Linked DNA regions of Mus musculus: region 1 is linked to region 2. The links are chromatin contacts, called in public Micro-C maps. All regions are on one chromosome and are shown on one strand. The core of a region is the stretch at or near the end of the contact, and the rest is flanking DNA. Distances in the headings are between cores, read along the strand shown.

The links. A called contact is a pair of places that touch in the nucleus more often than the background predicts.
Region 1: a contact with region 2 is called in a Micro-C map of palatal mesenchyme, with 3 times the contacts expected there. The contact joins two enhancer-like sites. A contact is called at or near these places in 75 of 484 Hi-C or Micro-C datasets (the AML12 cell line, the BV-2 cell line, the C2C12 cell line and 46 more) and 3 of 115 datasets of contacts at active chromatin or transcription factors (embryonic basal ganglia, embryonic stem cells and vascular smooth muscle cells).

The regions. Positions count from the first base shown.
Region 1 is chr1:163,906,062-163,912,804 of GRCm38.p6, reverse strand. The region is part of intron 19 of Kifap3 (kinesin-associated protein 3); the gene reads right to left. Among named protein-coding and RNA genes, the nearest start is that of Scyl3, 20 kb to the left of the region's middle. Within about 2 kb of position 5,199, at least 30 of the 459 cell types and tissues checked have an H3K27ac peak or open chromatin away from gene starts, as enhancers often do. A contact at or near this core is called in palatal mesenchyme, where this site is marked.
Region 2 is chr1:163,136,356-163,142,947 of GRCm38.p6, reverse strand. No RefSeq gene overlaps it. Among named protein-coding and RNA genes, the nearest start is that of Gm22434, 21 kb to the right of the region's middle. Within about 2 kb of position 4,202, at least 3 of the 459 cell types and tissues checked have an H3K27ac peak or open chromatin away from gene starts, as enhancers often do. A contact at or near this core is called in palatal mesenchyme, where this site is marked.

The DNA of each region.
Region 1 (6,743 bases), core at 3,950-6,449, 770 kb before region 2:
TATATGCACAAATTCTCTTTCTGCTGCTCTGAAACTACATAAAACCAGTAAGTCCTTCTATATTAGCACATGCAGCCACTACTCTGCACTGTCTTCTTGTGACTGTTTAGTGCGGTTTAACTTTTGTCTTTAGTATTCAGATAAAATATTTAAAATCCCTTAATTACTGAAACCCAGGATATTTTCTTGATAACAGATAATTCTAGTCCAAAGAAAAAGGCTCTCTGGTAAAAAGATAACAAGGGATGGTAAGGTCAATAAATCAATCTTCTATTAAGTTTTATACCCAAGAACAATGACTTTAGGGGAAACTGGGGAAGAAAATGGAAAAAAAATCCCTTAAAGTGAAAATTATTCTTATAATTCAACAAATAATATACTACTAAGCGAATTTAGAATCTGGTTTTATAAATCTACAGACTTCACTGACACAGAGAAAGTAGAAGATTGAATTCTGTCCATATTTATAGGGTCTAAAACAAGTCCTCAAGCAACATTCACTAAGAATCTCAACTTGCGATGATTCGGGGGAAACAAAATCTGAGAAGCACGGGTGACGCTGGACATGCAGCATAGTGCAGGGAAATGGCAGCCACACGAAGCCTCGGCACACCCAGGTTCCGGGCCACAGGGGACATTCCTGGGGAAAGGGAAGTCAGGCACCTACCTCGGCTGCTTGAGGCTTACTTAGTGCACACTTGCAAAGCACTTTGAAATCCTTGGATGGACAGTGCTGCGTAAGTAAAAAGCATGGTCGTTATCGCACTATGGTTAGAGCAGAGCAACCAAGTCTTTTTCTTCCTTTAAACTATAAGTCATCAATACAAGTACAAACACGTAATACATTCATTAGGGGACGTTAGCATGAAAGAGAACTTTTGATCCATTTCTTTCATAAGCTCATAGGCTCCAAGATCTGAAAATAGTTTGAAACAATCTTGTTTGTACTTCAACTCACAACACTGTTGACAGAGCTCATTCGGACTTTGTCTGAACTCCTAGACATACGGTGCTTGGGACTCCAAGAAGGCAGTTTCCATGTATGGATATGTCAGACTGCTGGAAAGTTCTTTATCCTACTCTTCTGAAACCCTACCCAAGTAACTGTTTGCAATCATGCACAAAGGCTAACCCTTCTTCTCATCACAACCTTGTTAATTCAATCATCAGGACACAATCTCCAATCTCTGCTTCGTATGTTTCTTGAAATAACTTTGATTTTCATTATTTCCTTAAAATGAAGAATCTTAGGTATCTATGATACTTTTGATGTGGTCTGAGACCACTACAGCAGCGGAGAGATAGCAGACACAGGGAGCCCATCTCTTGATTTTATTAATGTAACGTATGTGCACTAATAATGTACGTAATAAGCCTGTAACGTGAACAAAGAGTACCAGTGTATGGATGGATGGGTCTGGAGAGAAAGGTAGGATTGCATAGGTTAAGAGAGATGCAGAAAGCACAGAGGCCTGAGCAAGTCACAGCAGCAGCTGGAGAACAGTGCCCAGTGTGCTCTGATCTGAGCAGGCAACGGGACTTCAGGTTTAAATGACAGGTGGACTAGATGTAAAACTCTTCCTATGACACTGAGAACTGCACGAACTTGGAGAACTCAGTAGCTTTAAAGAAACTATTCTGTGCTTTAAAAAGATATCTGCGGTAGAAAAGGGTGCTGGGTGAGCTCAAACACATGGAAAGCATTTACCAGGGAACCTGTCTGCCCAACACCAATGCCTGGAGCCCCGTAAACAACAGTCAGCAGACTGTTACAGTTCACAACAAAGGGTGTGTGTGTGTGTGTGTGTGTGTGTTCGCACGTGTGCGTGCACACAGATGTGCGCAGTGCAGAGGAGTGCGGGCACACCTGTAGAGGTCAGAAAACTACTGTGGGAATAATGTTCCTCTTTCTTTCCATCTGTGGTCCTGAGACTGGACTGAGCTTGCCAGGCTTGGCCGCAAGTGCCGGCAGCCATGGGGCACCTTGTTGGCCTATTTTTGCTAGCTTTTGAAATGAAACTTTAGATACAAACTTTACTAGATTAGAACTGAGAGCTGAAAGTTTTAATAACTGCAGATAACCTGAATGAAAGAACCTTCCCCATGAGTACAGGAAATACTGCATGAAATAGCTAATGGTGGAGGCATTTCATGGGACTGGTCAGGAAGCCAGTTACCTTAACAGTAAGAATTTAAATCCACACAAATAAGTGACCTAACAAGGTCTTACAACTGGCATCTATATGTAATTTACAGATGAGCCACTAGATGGCGAGCTTGTCTTACCACTGCACCAGAATGTGCTACTAAGTTTTAAAACAAAACTAATTCCTCCTTAGAATAGGGAACAAAATACCCATGGAAGGAGTTACAGAGACAAAGTTTGGAGCTGAGACAAAAGGATGGACCATCCAGAGACTGCCCCACCCGGAGATCCATCCCATAACCAGCCACCAAACCCAGACACTATTGCATATGCCAGCAAGATTTTGCTGAAAGGACCATGATATAGCTGTCTCTTGTGAGGCTATGCCGGGGCCTAGCAAACACAGAAGTGGATGCTCACAGTCAGCTATTGGATGGAGCACAGGGCCCCCAATGGAGGAGCTAGAGAAAGTACCCAAGGAGCTGAAGGGGTCTGCAACTCTATAGGTGGAATAACAATATGAACTAATTTGTACCTCCTGGAGCTCGTGTCTCTAGCTGCATATGTAGCAGAAGATGGCCTAGTCGGCCATCACTGGGAAGAGAGGCCCCTAGGTCTTGCAAACTTTATATGCCCTAGTACAGGGGAATTCCAGGGCCAAGAAGCAGGAGTGGGTGGGTAGGAGAGCAGAGCAGGGGGAGGGTACAGGGGACTTTCGGGATAGCCTTTGAAATGTAAATGAAGAAACTATCTAATAAAAAATTGAAAAACAAAAACAAAAACTAATTGAATGTAAACTGTATTTAACACTAACGTTTTCAATTTTGTAAGTGTGAAATAATCTAATTCACACAAAATAGGCATCACCTGCGGTACACTCCGTGACTGTGGGGCTTAAGCCGATATACACTCTGTGACTGTGGGGCTTAAGTCGACTGTCCTCGGCACTGACTTTTTTTTTCTTTCCCTGCTAGTGTATCACTACGCAGTTCTGGCTTACCTGGAACTCACTATGTAGATCAGGCTGGCCTCAAACTCACAGAGATTCGACTACCTCTGAGCCTCCCAACTGCTGTAATTAAAAGTGTGAGCCACTATGCCTAGCTTGCTTGCAACTGAAAATTTAACTGGCATATTTAGTACTATTTTTACAGCATAGTTTGAAAATCATAATGGAACCAACATCAAAAACATATTTTTTATAAGTTTAATGGTAATATACATATATTTTTATATATTTTTAAGGCATTTTTGTTTTGAAATTGAATCATTATATCGTTGAGAAAATAAACTTCAAGAGTATAATTATGCAGTCTCTTAATGAGCCTGGCATGTGCACACACACACACACATACACACACACACAAGTTAGCTGTAATTTACAGTTACTTTTGTGTATTGTATATACGTAATTATATTTTGCCTTTTATTATTAATAAAGCATAAATAATACTTGGGAGGTTTCTTTGTTTCCTTTGTATATATCTGTGTATGCCATGTGTATGCAGGTGCCTTCTGAGACCAGAAGAAAGCGTTGCTTTCTCCAGAGCTGGAGTTAGACCCAGTTGTGACCCGCTTGACATGGGTGCTGGAAACTGACCCAAGTCCTTTGGAGGAGGAGAAATTGCTCTTAGTCACTTAGCCAGCTTTCCAGCCCCATAAATAATATTTTAAAATGAAATCTCACTTTTTCAAAAATAAAGGGAAAATTATATAAGTATTGGGAGGCTGTATTTAAGTCATTAATCTGGCATTCATTAGACGTTTTTGTTAATGGCACCTCCCAGCTGTAAGGGGAAAACACTGTGGGGCAGATTCATTCAGTAGTGCCTAGCTGATGCTTCAGATAAAAACTACTTCACACCAATGGAGGGGGTGTGTAAAGAATGTCTTTCATTTATTCCAGTCGGTAATGAAATCCCACTTCACTGGCTCTTCTCTAATCTCAATTAATACTTGTCTTCATCCACGTTCCGCGGTGTCTTGAGCAGATTCACAAGGAAGATAAGAACACCTCTAACCAAACAGTGACGTGCCCACACCCGGGAGCCCGGCGGCACGCACACAGTGCAGGAAGGCGCAAACAAAGGGACTTATCGACCTGTCTTCTTATCAGCAATTGAGAGAGAATTAGATGCTTTTTTTCACTAGGCCAGAGTAATGGCTAACACTTGTCTGGGTAAGAGTGGACTGTCAATCATGAAGGAAATCACAAGCATTTCCATACATGGAAGTGGTTTCTGAATTTCTGTCTTTTTTTTTTTTCCCAAATCTGCACACCAAGAGCCCTTCCTTATTAGCCTCATCTTACTAGAAATTCTTTCTATTCTTATTTATCTGTTCTGGACATTCAAGGAAAATACTTACACACTTTGTATTGTTCTGATCGAAGACTGGCTTTCCAAAGCCAGCTTAAAACGAGAGAACTGCAGTTATTAACGAGTTCATGACTTTTCCTTGTTCATAGCACCTACTACATCTTGTCACATAGGATTATCAAGCTGAAGTGAGCAGTCACCTACACCTGGAATGGTCTCTGACTTCTAGAGAAGTCTTTTAGTTAGGGCACAACATCTAGCTATCTTTGACTACATGTCCTAATCGTGCATGAGAACTTCTTGAAACTACTGGTGGGTTCTATACTGTCAAATGATGACTCGAATCCCAGCACTTACTGAGTGGCTTAAGTAACTTCTCCATCAATAAACTGAGTCATTAGCACCTCTGGTAAATAACTGCTTGTCTGGTACTGGTTTGGCATTTATATAATCTGTCATTATGTCTTTGTTCTTCTTAAGGCACAAAAATTACTGTTAGAGGTTTTAAGTAGAGAGCATGGGCTCAGTAGCAATGTTTTCTCAGTGACAGATTAACCACGCTGTCTGGTACTGAGTGAGTTAAATGTGAACACCCAAACTAATTACTGTGTAATGCTAACCTTAGTTGCTGGTTCATTTTGAGAGTCTTTAAAATATGAACTGTGTGTTTTACCCCTCTGCACTCTCTTAATGATTTGTTTTTTTAGACTGAAATCACTTCCAGCCATCAGCTATGTTCTTGGTCTCTACACACGCACTTTTCCAAGCACAAATATTTCTTTTTCCTATTGGTCTGCCAGCCCTGTCAGAGCAAATTTCACTTTAAACTAAATGCTATGATACTTAAAACCTCTTGGATTACTTGGGCTGCTAGTGTGATCTATGACCTTCCAAGAATGACAGCTGAACTTTCCAATTTGCTTAGACTGCTTGGGGAGCTAGAAAGCACATGCCAAAAGGAACACGTTTGTGATGTTTGAACAGAGAGGAAAGTTCTTGTCGGAGGTGGGGGCAGGAGACTATTAGGTACTGAAAAATACTAATAAGAAATGAAAAGAAACTAAACATGCTGTAAAGTCAAATACCTTAAACACAATCCAAAGTTAGCACACAAGCACTAAAATGCTCTGGCTGGACTAACTGGCTAAAATGTAAATAACCATATTTAGTTACTGTAACCTAAGTACCAGTGGAATCCAGTTAGACTACATTACTGAATGAGTAAGTCCTAAGAATGGAAAAGAATCTCAAATCATCCTGACTAATACAAAATATCAGGCTATATCAATTTTTCCCTTTCCTTTATAAAATAGAGATTTGATATTTGAAAAATGTCAGAGGCAATACAGCCATCGAACATGGATGTTATCCCTACTGATAACATACTTGTCTCTCTTAAATGAAAATGTTATTAACTTCCTATAAAAACTCATTAAAACTCCTTAAAAGAATTAATAGTTTGTGAAATTTTAAATATAGTTTTGAAACTTTTCTCTTTATACATCATATAAGACAGACAGATATGAATCTTTAAATTGTCATAAAAATAGGCTGTTTAACATAAAGCTCCCAACTTATCTGCGACTATTTACCAATTCCTTTCCTTTATTTTGTTGAATAATAGATAAGTCATGTCAGTGATAAAACTCATATACTGGTTTGTCAGGAAAGACTTTTTGGAAGATAAATTAAACTAATAGTTCTTAAAACTTATGAACAGAAATGTGTAGATTACAAAAACCATAGAAAAACTCATTAAAAATCTATGTTTAAAGAGCTAAGCAAGAACATCTGACACCTTGATTATAAGTGAGTTTTAAGTTGCCTACTTAGGCTACTTTTAGGATTTACGTGGGGCAGTACTATTGCGACCCTTTAGTTGCTAATTCAGTCACTTCAGCAGTAAGTACAGGTAGACGCCAGATAAATTCTTCAGAGTATGGACTCCAACCAGCACCACAGCAATCTCTGCATTTACTCTAGAGGCCTGCTTAGCCCACAAGGACACACTTTATAACAGTAGAGCTCCATCCATTTTCTACCCAAGGTTAAGGTTAACTATGGACTGTTTGGTTACAAGTCTTCTGAGAATAGAATAGGACTTGACTGTACTGTCTTCAAAGCACAGGGTTAAGGAGGCACTGTCCCAATGCCAGGCAGATGGAGTGTAGACAAGGATGTGGAAGCACAGGATTGCTCATGGACAATGCCATCAAAGTAAGAGTGTGTGGGTCTGATGTTGTAAGTCTGTCACTTCTGTCTTTGTGGAGTACTGACTA
Region 2 (6,592 bases), core at 2,953-5,452:
ATAAAAGGTATTGTGCAGGCTGCTGAGAGAGAAGTTACCAGCACTCTCACCCAACCAAGAACCACAAGAGCATCAACTTGGCTGGATATTCCATGAGTAATGTAGATATATGGAGCAGGTAACATGGAAGAGGGAATCTCAATGGCTTCATCCTAGACAAAGAACTACAGGTAACTAATGATTTCTTAGAGAAGGACAATTAGTTTTCTCAAAGATGAGATCCCTAATTGGCTACCCAATGCAAAGTGGTCGGCCTGAAATCATAAACTTTCAAGCAACACTGAACAGATTCAGCATGTTGTATTTACATATTAATGTGTGTGTCTGTGTGCATGTGTGTTGTGTGCGAATAATAAAGAAAAAGTGATCATGAATTTGAAAGGAAGTAAGGAGTACAGCATCGATAGCAGGAGCTAGAGGGGAGGAAAATAATGGGATTAAAGAGAAGAAAAAGAAGGAAGTGATGAAACTGTATTTTAATCAAAAATAGGTATTTTTATACTCATAGATTAGTACAGCTGTATCTTAGCCAGAATTTCTATTGTTGCAATGAAATTCCATGACCAAAACAAGCTGTGGAGAAAAGGGCTTATGTTCAAAATTCCATATCACTGCTAATCATCAAAGGAAGTCAGCACAAGAACTTGAACAAAGCAGAAGCCGGGTGGCTATATATATGAAAATATCTAACTTAGGTCCCAACCAATAGTAACACTTTGTGAATATATGTTATAATATATTAATATATAGTATATGTGAATTTTTATATAAAATCCCTTCAAGATTCAGTGAGTGGGCACAAAAATGTTAAGAGCCAGAGGTCAGAGAGGTCTGGGGCAAATATGACCAGTGTCTTCTGGACATAATTCATGGACTCATAGTAGCCATGGTTGCCTGCAGAAGACCTGGTCAAGATCAAGCCAGTCAAGATTCCAACATGGATGGGGGAACGTGGTCTGTTGGTAGGCTGGGGGCCACCTATTGTTGTGCATTTGACCAACACTAATTAGATTCAGTGAGTCATAAAAAGATATAAAGATTATATGAAACTGGAAGAAAGTGTAAGGGAGGGCGATCCAGTGGTAAGGGGGAAGGGCTATGATCCAAATGCATTGTATACATGCATAAAATTCTCAAAGAAAAATAAAGGACCTTTTTTTAAACAAACCTTGGAAACTGTGACCCAAAATAAAATTTTCTTCCTTTCAAGTTGTTTGTCTTAGACATTTTTCATAGCAACAGAAATTTGGCTGTCACAAAAGCCTTTCATTAGTAATTGCAGAGTGTTACTGTTGCCTGGGATCTAAGCCAGGTGTTTCCACATTCTTGGCTTTCTTATCCAAAGACCTGAAAAAGAAGTGTTCCCACAGATTTGGGAAGGGGAAGCTTTATTCACAGAGAAGCAGTAGTACAGATTAGAAAGGAATATACTGTTAGGACTGACATCAAGCTTCTCGAGTGAGCACTCAAGGACCATGACCAGACAATTGCTCGAGGATGCTTTCTATGGGTTCAAGAGAAGGAATTTGATTCCTAGCAGAAGTAGTGAGAATGGTTCTCTGTTTGTTTGTTTTTAAATTATTACTTATGTACTGTCTGTGAGATGTGTGCATGCAGTGGCTTGGATTTGGAGATGGGAGAATTCCTTGGGAGACTCAGTTCTCTGGAGATTAAACTTAAGTCATCATGTTTAGTGTCAAGCACTCTTACCCGATAACCACTGTTCTGGCCCTGATTCATTTGTTGGGTCATATAATTTTTTCTACTGTACATTCTTCCCATAATATATCACAATTCAATTATATACACGTCTAAGCATGAACATGTGTAAGATAGTAAGAGGGGAATTCTCCACAAAAATATTCTTGAGGACAACAGCTTTGTATTACTGTGCATTTACCCTAGTGCAAATCAGGCTGGAGCTTTTTGTCTATTTTTCATACTTGGATACATTGGGGATATATTTGAAAATAAATAGTCAAGTTTGCTTGTCACTAGAGGAAGAGAAACTTGTCTTTCTATTCAGGTGTCTGTGCACCCTGATGCAGGTAGGAGTCTGCAATTGATAGGTGCTTTGCTCAGAGAGGGATGTGTGTGGAATAGAGCATGCAGAGAAAGGGGTTAGGCTGCCAAGCATGTATCAGAATCCAAACAGAGTTCCAGACACTTGAGCCTGTGCTCTTTGTGTCTGTCTCAGAAGAGGACATAGTATTTTATCCTTTTAGAGATTTTACAAATTTACCTAAGTATATTTTTGTTGTTTAAAACAATAGTACAGAAAACTATAGAATGAAATATAAAGGTCTTAATATCTTACCTTCCAGAATGAGTGCGTTTGCATCTGATTCTAGATCTTTTCTATATATTTACATATATGCCTCAGTAATCTTCTAGAAATATATGGAAAACCTTGGCAGTTAGAGGAAAAGATAAAAGAAAAAAGCATATATATCATGTTCCAGTGGTGCTCATGCTTGTGTGATCAGAGAAGGAGCAATGCATGAAAGAATGAGATGAAAGCAGCTTGCAAAATATTAGAGACAGGAAGGTTTAAAACAGGATGGGTGGCAAGGGATAGGGGAAGCTAGAAGTTATGGGAATGGTCAACCAAGATTGAGGATGTGTAGAAGAACCATATTGAAACCTACTACTATAGAAACTAAATAAAATACATAATTTCTTCTAAAGGTTTATGAATAGAGGTTCCTTGCATGGGTTGGCAGTTCTGTTCCAAGAAGTCATCAGTATTAACAGAAAACCCCAATGCCAAGAGTAGAATGCTTTTTCGTGAATTGTTGGTCAGCAAGCTTCCCAGAGGCTCCCAGAATGATACAAGTATTGATAGTGCTCTTGGTTGGCCACCGGAACTATATGGAAAGACCTTATTGCTGAACACACCATATACTTTAGATACAAGACACAAAGGAAATCAAGCGGGTACTAAATTGGAAGCATCTTCCCCACCTGCAAGCTTGCATAGTGACAGAAGGTACTAGGAAAGCCACTGAGGCAGAAACCATCAATGGTCATTCTCAACTGTTGACCATGTGTGCTACAACACAGAGTGCTGGTGTGCTTTCTGTGTGCTTGTGACCTTCCTGGAGAGAGTTTCCCACTGCTGTGATAATGGCAAAACTGTTTGGGGTTCAACCAAATGCTCTCTGACTGGAATGGAGGCATACTCCATGGGAAAGAATATATACCTGGTCCTGAGCCTATTCCTGGACAGACCACAGGCGCTAGAGGAGAGTGTATCATTGATATTTTACTAAATGGGAATGTGGTTAAAATGCCTCTAAATATTCATGTTTTATGAAAAACAGATTTTCTTCATACAATATATTCTGATTGTGGATTCCTTTCCCCCTACTCCTCCCAGTTCCTCCTCACCTCAACTCCCATCTGATCCATGCCCTTACTCTTTCTTGTTAGAAAATAAACAACAACAGGCATCTAAGGAATACTAATAAAATAGAATAAGAGAAAATAAAACAAAAAATGAACAAATTGGAACAGAAATATGCCCATGGAAGAGTGGTGCTGTCTGCCTGGTCCCAGGAAGCTTCCTTCAGCAGAGAACAGTTAGTAGACACACAAGTCATCAGAATATTAAGTGGCTGTTGACTCTTCAGTCTACATCAACCCCTTCGAGGTCCAGGAAACATCAAAGGGAGAAAGTAAAGATTGTTAAGAGCCTGAAGTTGGAGAGAAGCCCCATGAATCAACCTTATGGGAATAGCATAGTCCTCCCAACTACCAATCACAGCATTGATGGATAACTTCAAATAAAAAGAAGACAAGATGTGGGGGTTGGAAGGGAATTGGCTGAGAAGAAGGGAGTAAACAGTAAAGAGGAAAGTATGTGAGAGAGAAAAAGATAATTAGGCAAAGATATGATCATAATATGCTCTATGTAAGTACACAACTATCAAATATAAAATAAAAAACTAAAGCCTATTATATAATGTACAGAAACAAATGCAAATGACCACAAAAAGAGAGGTGTACGACTCTTATAGCTATGAATTTGATGTTAAAACATGACTCTGAGGGTCAGCACTGAGGTTGCATGGGATAATTAGGGAGGGCACAGACTCAAGAATAGAACGAATGGAGCATCATTACCAGAAGCAGAGCAGATTGAACAAGTTATCATGGGTTAGACAGATGAGCGGAAGGGAGTCCTGCATATGGTGTATTCTGGATATTTGGTTTTCTAATTCCTCTCTTACTTTTTGGAATACTGCTTTGTGGTGTCTCTCTGTGTGTATATGAATGCATATGTGTTCAACAAATCCGTAACCTAACTCTAAACTTTAATGTAGGCAGGAACCTTATCTCCAAGTATACATTACTCCTTAGCCAGAGGGCCTGCCCTGTGTTCAACAGTAGGTAAACATTGAGCAGCCTCCATACTGACTTCTCCTTTTATTTATTCTCCTTGAAGATTGCTAAAGCTGATAAGAAGTCTCCCTCACCTTCATGTTTACAATATTGGCTCATGAAACTTCTTTATGTTTCTTGTTGTCTAGGCATCTAAGCCATAAGCAGACAGAAAATCCCGAGTTCATGCCAGATCACAATCAGCAAGAACTAGTCATCATGGTTGGCAAGAGGAACAGAATATGCTTCCTTTGGAGAGCCCATGCTTCTGCAAAAGGAGGCTCAAATTCTCATGAACCAAACAAGGACCTTCTTGGACCCCAGCATGTCTTAACTGGTACATGAGAGACATCTGGGCCACATCATAAAGTATACAACAGAATCAGCAATAGTAAACCCAGAGAAATCACTGGATGCCAGGATGAAGAAGAATCTTAACTAGACTTTAATCCAGCGTGCATTTTTTTTGGTTATGTGATGAACAATGCAAGCCAGTTTCACATACACTTAGGAAGTTTCTCTTTCACAAATTAAGATCTAAAATCTTCCATCTTAAAGCCTACTCCACAGTTTGTTCATTAACTAAATATTTTGAAAGTTGAACTCTAAGCTTATAATAATGCCAAGTTCTGGGCCATGCTTGAGGGGGTAGATGAATGAGTACAAACATCTCCTGATTTCAAAAGCTTTAGAAGTTGATGGTAAAATGGTCACATGAATTGTGTGATTCATGTGCTGATGTATGTGAAATGACATATATCTGTGCAGAATAGCAGTATGTAGCTTCACCTAAGCTAATCTAGGTTGATGGAATAGAAGAGATTAAGATTACTGAATTATACTTACATACATAAATAGATAAATACATACATACATACATACATACATACATAGATACATACATAAATAGATATATTGTGAATATATATTTCTCTAATTTGCTAGTCATTAAACTATTTTTATCAGCTACTAACTGATCCAACCGTAACATAAGGTCAAAAATATCTACATTGCAAGGGACATGTGGCTTTGTCCTGTCACGCTCTCTCCGCTATACTCTGTCACCACTATGTAGAATGAAAGAAATGTGAAGAATTGGTCCCCAGATGTAGACATAGTACCTGTCCCTTGCCAGGACCCCTTGTCTTGTCCTAACCATGTATAGCATCTCACTGATAACAAACCCTGGGGAAGGAATGGGCACATTATGTTGGCAAAAATTATGCTCAGTACATGGAATGACATGTTCTCTTACATATTCTTTTTCTAGATAGGACTGAAAACCACAGAGCCCGCTTTTCACCAGAGTAACTGATGTGCAAGATAAAGCTGACACTGTTGTCAGATCAGAAAACAGAACCAGGATTTTGGTCACATGATTAAACTGCTGGGTAAATCATTCCTGACATATGCTTCAAAATATGTAGGTCCAAGAGCAAACCTACTCATGGAGCCAGTTTGATTTGGTTTGAGCTCTTCATAACTTGCCTTAAACCCAGGCCACATGGTTCAATTTGCTGACAGCCTTATTAAAATGAAGAGACATGGATATAATTCTTTCTTTTTTTTTCTTTTCTTCTTTCTTTCCTCCCTCCCTCCTTCCTTCCTTCCTTCCCTTCTTCCTCTTTCTTTCTTTCTTTCTTTCTTTCTTTCTTTCTTTCTCTCTCTCTCCTTTCTTTCTTTCTTTCTTTCTTTCTTTCTTTCTTTTGTTTTTTCTTTCTTTCTTTCTTTCGCTCTTTCTTTCTTTCTTTCTTTCTTTCTTTCTTTCTTTCTTTCTTCTTTCTTTCTTTCCTTCCAATTGCTCAAATGCTACGTGGGGGCATTTCTTTGGCTTGCCTTATTTTTATTAATTAATTGTAGTTCCTAGTACCTAAAGTCACATTTTCCTGGAGAACTGTTCTTGATTCACTCAGCACATGAATAACAGTTGGAAGCAATTCAGTGACACACGTATTGATTACACAGTCCCACTTTGACCTGCCTTATGCTAGGTACCATGTTATATGCAAAGTAGTTCTGAATAAGATATGCCTCCTTTCTTCAATGAGCTTAAAATCCTTTTTGAAATGTGATATCAGCAGTTTGAGCTCTGGCTTCATGCACTCAGTTTCAAAATCTGCCTTGCCTGCTCCACATCGAGCACTAGACAATAATGCTGTCTTGTCTAATCTTCACATTGATGATGCAGGTGGTTATTTATGAGTGAGGA